Regions from separate parts of the Anser cygnoides genome. Here region 2 is linked to region 1. Evidence: chromatin contacts called from public Hi-C data. All regions are on one chromosome and are shown on one strand. Each heading gives the region's core, a stretch centred on a gene start, on an enhancer-like site or on the middle of the called end of the contact. The rest is flanking DNA. Distances are from core to core; before and after follow the strand shown.

The links. Hi-C and Micro-C count contacts between places; a contact is called where the count stands out from the background.
Region 2: a contact with region 1 is called in a Hi-C map of liver, with 2.3 times the contacts expected there. The contact joins the promoter of ST3GAL1 here to the promoter of NDRG1 in region 1. A contact is called at or near these places in 2 of 7 Hi-C or Micro-C datasets (both in liver).

What each region holds. Positions count from the first base shown.
Region 1 is chr2:155,626,389-155,629,755 of Taihu_goose_T2T_genome, reverse strand. It overlaps NDRG1 (N-myc downstream regulated 1), which reads left to right and starts at 1,629. Exons shown (of 17, transcript XM_048049918.2): 1 at 1,629-1,770.
Region 2 is chr2:155,772,488-155,776,055 of Taihu_goose_T2T_genome, reverse strand. It overlaps ST3GAL1 (ST3 beta-galactoside alpha-2,3-sialyltransferase 1), which reads left to right and starts at 1,284. Exons shown (of 6, transcript XM_066990761.1): 1 at 1,284-1,455. The coding sequence starts at 1,309.

The sequences.
Region 1 (3,367 bases), core at 380-2,879:
TGAAAAACTGCTTGAGGATAGGCCAGACCACATAGTTCAGACACTGACCCAGATCTGTTTTCTGAAGGACTGAATGCTTCTGAGCTAGGATTTTGTTTCATGATCAGATGAAGGAAGGATTAATCCCTTGGAAAATTAGTCAAGCCCATCTTCTTGTTCTAGCATTTGCACTTGTTCCATAACTTTAAGAGCCACTGAGCTAGACAGATCTTCCATAACAAACACAGGGAGCCAGTGATTAGATGACTTCATTCTGAAGATCTGACTTCAAACTTGGCTCAGTTATAAATTATTTTTCATGGTTTCATTGGATTCCTGGCCTTGTAGTTTAAAATGGGTATGAAAAAGGTTAGACCTTTTATGAAAAAAAAAAAAAAACAAAAAAACGCACAAAGCAGCTCTGTCTTAGAATGACAAATGCTTCTCTTTTGTTGTTTTAGAAATACTTTTAATCCTTGCATACATTAACTAATCAAAAGTAAGAAAAGCTGATAAGAAATTAGATTTATTAAACAATAATATTTCATAGTATGAGCTGTACAACATGGTGAAATAGGAACCAGTTTTCCAGGGTTCTTTTTCCAAGGTCAGCACTTTTCACTCAGGTGCAGAAGCTGGGTTAGGAGGAGAGAAGCTAATATGCATTTGAACAGCAGCAAGCTTTTGTAGACTAGACTTAATAAGCTTATTGTGTAGCAATAAAACAAAGACAGAGTTTACCAGAGTTTCAGGAATTTCTGATTTTGTCTTCAAGCCACTACATGAGGGAGTATGATAACATTCTGTGCATTTCATCAGTTTGGGGCAGAGTAACCTGTCATAAAAGTGAGGCTGTTAAGTAAAATCACACACATGGAGTAAGTGTGCTTTACAGAAAGTCACAGAAAAAGCAGCCCAGGCTGTCACAGTTTAACCTGTCCCTTTGCGGGTAGTTACACGCAGAACTGTGTATATGAAGATATTCTTTACTCAGCCCGCTAGGGCCCCTTTTTGGAATAAACGATTAGCTGCGCTTCTTGCCAAAGAGCTGTTCTCTGGGAAACTCACACAGCACTTGTTGCTCCCATTGTACCCTCTGAACTTCATCAGAAACATAGGAAGGCATTATTTTGTTTCTGCTGAGATCAGTGTTCATTCCTAGTGGTGATGGTAATGCACAAGCATAAGTTTTGCAATTCAGGATTTGGTAAACAGACTTATTTTTATATAGTATTACACACATCCGCATGATTTTGACCACCTGTGCCAGGACACCCCAGTTGTAGTCCTTTTCTCAGCTTTTCCCAGGAATGCTTCTCTTTGGGCCACTGGGAAAACCTCCTGTTTAAACTCCCGTCTCCTCATCAAACTGTGTGCAACGCTTCACACCCTGCGCAGTAAACACTTCGTGAAGCAGGGCAGAAGGTCTCAGCCGTTCAGACATCAGCCTCCCCCCGCCTGGGCTGCATGACCCCGAGGAAAGGGGAAGACGTGGGGTTACGACAAGGGGGCAGCTGACATATAGAGACCCTGCGCGGAAGAGGCGTGCGGGCTGTAACCGCTGCAGGCATCGGCTGGCGGCGGGGGGAGCCCTGGGGCGCCGGGCCGGGCCGGGCGGAGCGGCGGATCGGGTGGCGGCCCGCCCCGTGCTCCCGGCGGGGAGGCGGCGGCGGCGGTGGCGGCGGGCAGCGCCGCCCGGCGGGCGGGGCGCGGGCTATAAATCCGACCCGCGGGGGAAGGCAGCGGCGGTCGGAGCGCGGCGGCGGCGGCGCACGGAGAGCAGCTGTTGCGGCAAGTACCGCGAGCATCTATCTATCTATCTATCTATCTATCTATCTATCTATCTATCTATCTATCTATCTATCTATCTATCTATCTATCTATCTATCTATCTATCTATCTATCTATCTATCTATCTATCTATCTATCTATCCACTCAGTCACTCAACCTTTTTCTTTCTTTTTTTTTCTCTTTCTCTTTTTCTATCATCTTTTTCTTTTCCTATCTTTCTCTTTTTGTATCATCTTTCTCGTTTTCTTTTTATATCTTTCTCGTTTTCCTATCTCTTTCTTTCTATCTCTTTTTTTTTTTTCCTATCTCTTTTTTTTTTTTCTGTATCTTTTTTGTTTTTTTGTTTCTTCTTTTTCATTTTCTGTCTCTTTTCTTTTTCTTCCAAAGAGGACTTTGCTGGCTGCAGGCTGAGGAGGTGAAGGAGCGAGTGGCTCTTCGCAGAACAGGGGCTGTGCACTGGTGGGTGGGAGTGGCGACTGGGGCAGCTGCTGGATGCTGCTGCCTCCCGTGACAGCAGCGGGCTGGGCTGGTAAACAGCTGTGAAGCGAAGGCACATACTTTCTTACGGAAGTTGACTACTGGCGCTTGTTGCTTGTGTTTCTGTGCTGTCGCAGCTCCACGTTGGATTTGGAGCAGACGACAGACTTGATTGGTGTCCAGCCTTTACTAGTCAGTTGTTTCTGTGGGGTTATTGTCTTAATATGTGATGCTAGGTGCAGTTTACTGTGAGCACTTCCAGGCACTGCTAAGGTTCATAGCACTTCACTGCGGTGTTTGCAGCAGAGGCAAAGCCTATGTACTGGATCTCATGAAATATGAGATTTCACTTCTGCTAGTGAGGATGTTTTGGTTAGTGCTTTCCACTGTATTATGGTTTTCTTATGAAACGCTTGTATCACTCCATATCTTACCCACTGTTTTATGAAGCCCCCAGTGCCCAATTTTGTACCCCATCCCCAGAACTGGGCTACTTTTACTTTCCAGATGGAGGTATTTACCAGCTATGTAATTTGGATTTTTTTTTTTCTGAGTTGTCTATTTAAATATAAACTGTATTTTGAACCTGAAAAATGCAGTAGTAGAGGCATGGAAGAGGTCAAAGACAACCCAAAGCTGTATGTCCAGATACTCTGTTAAGTGTTACACTGTTATGATTTCTTCTGAGTTTTTGTTTACTTTTTTATTGTTATTTTATACACAACTGTGTCAAAGATACAGCTGCTGAAAAAACACCACTGGGGCAAGCAATAGAAATACTCTGTAAACAAGAGCTATCAAAGGCAAACATGTAAGCCTACCTTGCTGTTTTTAGTCTACTCTGTTACTGGCAACTTACAGCAAAACTTCACCTGTTAAGCTGGTGCAGTCTGAACTTGGGTCTGGGAGCATGCTTTTAAAAATCTCGTGTTCTCTTAACTAAAGTCTAACAAAGTTTGACACACTGTTTTTATCACCAGTGCTCATGTAAACAGCAGGTACTCTGTCTTGCACACAGCAAGAGCTTAGTGGTGGTGGATAAAATGGTAAAATAGGAGTAGATGCTACAAAACTAGTGTTCCTTAAACATTTGTACAATCTCCCGAGTACTAATAAGGT
Region 2 (3,568 bases), core at 35-2,534, 150 kb before region 1:
TATCGCTCTGGCAGGGTCAGCAATCGCTCCCATGATGCTGGCTGTGACAGCACGCAGCCATTGCAGTGCATTTCAGCGTGCACGAACACCTTGGGTCTTATTCAGCCCAAGTATTGGAGGATCTGGGGATGGGGCATCTGTTGGCCACGCTCCCACCCGTGCCTCCTCTTTCCTCCAGCAATAGCACGGTGATAGCGCTTAGCTTCCCCGCGAGTCTTTCAGAGCAAGCCAGCCATTGCTGAACAGCAATTTATTTACACAGGCGAGGAGAAATAGCTTCTTGGCAACTGCGTACACAGCAAATGCTGATTTTTCTATTTTAACTTCTGCTTCTTGGCCTAGCCGCGATGGCAGTTGGCTTGTTTGGAGGATGGCAGGTTACCTACTGAAAAGAGAGCAAATGCAGGGAGGGCAAACACCAGCCCAAATCTGCTCTCTCCCCTTGGGGTGCCCATTGTTACATTTTGCTGAAACACTTGACACTGGTTTTGGCCTCAGAGAGCTTTCAGAATAATCCAAAGGATTTCTTTGTTAATTGCAATCCCGGAGTTAAAATAGAAATGAAAAGCTGGACAATCCAGAGAAGTGAGGGAGTGGAAACAAGTTGGTGAGGCTGAAACCTGCACGGACTTTGAGCACCCACAGGATAGGTGCCTAAAGCCGGCATTGCGTCAAATAGTTTCACCAGACACTTTACCAGTTGCAAGTATCTGTCTGGGGGTTCTTTAACGACGCTTTTTAATTCCGCAGCATTTTATAGTAACCTTAAAAACGTCAGATACTGGACGCGAAGAAGGCATTATTTACTATGTGCTCTTTTTTTTTTTTTTTTGTTTTAATCATCATTAATGACGCAAAACGCGCTCTCCCCACGGGAAGCCCTGAATTTCTCTCCGCTTTCCCTCCTGCGCTCGGCGCCGGGGATCCGCGCGGGCGCAATTTTCAGACAAGGAGAGCTTTTGGGGCGCGGAGGGGAAAACGAGGGGGGGCGAAAGCGTTTCGGGGGGGGGGGGGGGGGGCCGACGCAGGGCGGTGTCAGGAGCAGGTATTTCGCCTCGGTGGATGGGGCGGGGGCGAAGTTTGGGCTGGCGGCCGGCGGGGACGGGCTGTGCGCGCATCTCGCCTCCTGCGCGCCCCGCGCCTCCTGCGCCTCCTGCGCCGCGCAGCAGCCGCGCAGCACCGCGGAGAGCCGCGGAAAGGGGGGCGGAGGGGGGGGGGGGGGCAGAAGGGGGCGGCTCCGCCTCGCCCGGCTCCGAGGAGGAGCCGCCGGGGGCCCCGGCTCCTTCCACGTGGCTGGGGGCGCGCTATATGAGCGGGCAGGAAGCCCTGCCGGGGAGGGAAGGGGAGGGACGGGGGAGCGGAGGCTGCAGCAGCTCGGCGAGGATCCGGCAGCGATCGGTTCGCCCTTTCCCCGGCCATGGGGTTTGGCCGCCAGCCGGCCCCCGGCGCCCCGCCGTGAGTACCGGGCTCCCTCCTCTTCCTCCTCCTCCTCCTCCTCCCCCGCTTACCTGCAAATCCTCCCGCTCCCCCTGCTGCTCCTCGTTCGCTTAAGTTGGTTGTTATTATTATTTATTTTTTTGGGGGAGGAGGGGGGGTGGCGGTGTTATTGTGATCATCTGGAGGCAGAGGGTGGCCCCGCCGGAGCCCGCAGCATCCTCCGCCGGCCGCTCCGGAGCGGGGCGGCTGCGCCCCATCCCGCCGGGCTGCGCCCCCCAAAAATCCCCGCAGAGGGGCAGAGGTGGGCTGGGGGGCACGGAGAGGCTCCGGGCAGCCCCCTTCCGTGGCTGGGTGGCTGGGGAGAAGCCTAACGGAGTCCCACAGCCCGCTGTTTGTATGGATTCATTTCTTTGCTTATTTATTTTTTTCACTTGGGTGGGCTGTGCGGCGAGGGAGGGAAGGCAGTGTTGCTCCGTTAGGGGAAAGCAGGCTGGCTGCCTGAGGTACCAGCACATCCCTGCTCGCAGAATGAGTCTCCAGCGGAGTATAAATAACTAATCTCCGAGTTTGTTTGTTAGGTGTGTTGGTGTTGCGCTGGAGATGTCTCAGCAGCGAGCGTGGAACCTTTGTCCTTGTAATGATTGATTTTAGTTTTGGCAGAAACAGAAAACAAACTAGTTAAAAAATAAAAAAATAAAATGCCTGGATGCATATTTACTCCTTTGAGACTTGCAGGATTTTTCAACTATTTGTCAAGGTTGAGTGTGTATGTGTCCAACACACAGAAATAACTCTTTCATATAATTGTAAGTCTAAATTATATATTTGCCTGCTGGGCACACATGTTAAAGGAAAAACCTCCCTAATTATGGATCCTTCAGAGAGATTGGAAGGGTGACAAAGCCCTTGTAATCTTTTGGGTCAATTTTCATAAGCTCCAAAAGCCCTTTTTGAAAAGGAAATTAAACTTCAGTGTGGAAAAGAGACAGGAAATTCGAGGATATGAAAAAGAAACTCCACCTTTCCCTCTGATCCTGTCCCCAGGAGTTCCTTTACATTGGTGCCCTTCGGTGACAGAAGGGAAAATGAAGAGCCAGCCGCCTCTAAGCAGCCTTCCTGCCGCTTGGCAGTTGAGAAGATACTCAGTTAGCAGCAGCACGCTCCTCCTGGGGGTTATTGACATGGCTGTAGCTGGAGGGGTGGTCGTGGGAAGCATCTGCTTTGAAACACTTGGATCTCCGCTCCTAGTGTCCCGCGCGGTCCATGCCAGCCAGGGCCTTCTGCAGCCGATATGTTCACCCCTCCTCAATTCTTAGGGCTTTGTCCAAAGCCCGTGGGGCTCTGCCCACTGTTTGTAAGGGATCGGCAGAGCTGCTCTCCGGTTAGAATCTGGGGTTTGTCCCAGGGCCCCTCTCTGGCTTTTGGCAGCGGCCGGTGGCTATCTGCAGGGCATGGCTGTGCTTGAGGTCCCTTCTGGGAACTTGATAGCTTCTAATCTGTTTGAACGCACTTCCAGGCTGAGGCTGGGGGGTGGAGAAGGGAATGACCGGATAAAAAAAAAAAGGTGGATTTTTTTCTTTTTAATAAGTTAAGGGCACTTGTTTTCTTGATTATCCCTGAAGCAGTAAAAACTCCAGTGTGGGTCCACAGTGAACTTGGTGCTCTTCCTCTGCCGATTTCTCACTTTATTTACTCTATTTTGGTGCTGCTGTAGGATAACATTTCAGCAGGTTTAAATCCTTTGCCTCAGCAAAGACAAAGCCCCAGACTGTGGTCCTCCCAAACCTGTTTTTTTTTTCTCCTCAATAACAATAGTTTTTTAAAGTACTCTCCTGTCTGATATACTTGTATTTTACCTTTCTGCTAGTAGCATGTAAGAGCACAGTCTCGGACAAAGCAAAAGGAGAGAAAAATCCAATTCCCTATTCTTTTGGCTCACTCAATTTGTGCACAGTTGGACTGTGCAGTAGAGACAGCTGTTTGTATGAATTTTTCACGTATCCCGACCAGAAAGGTACCTGCAGCCTTGCTTGCAGTTTTTCTTCCAAACTTGATGATATTAGTAATGGTGATAGCATCTCAGCTGAGGAAGGGAACTTTTAACACTAAACATCACTTTGTTTAAGGCTTT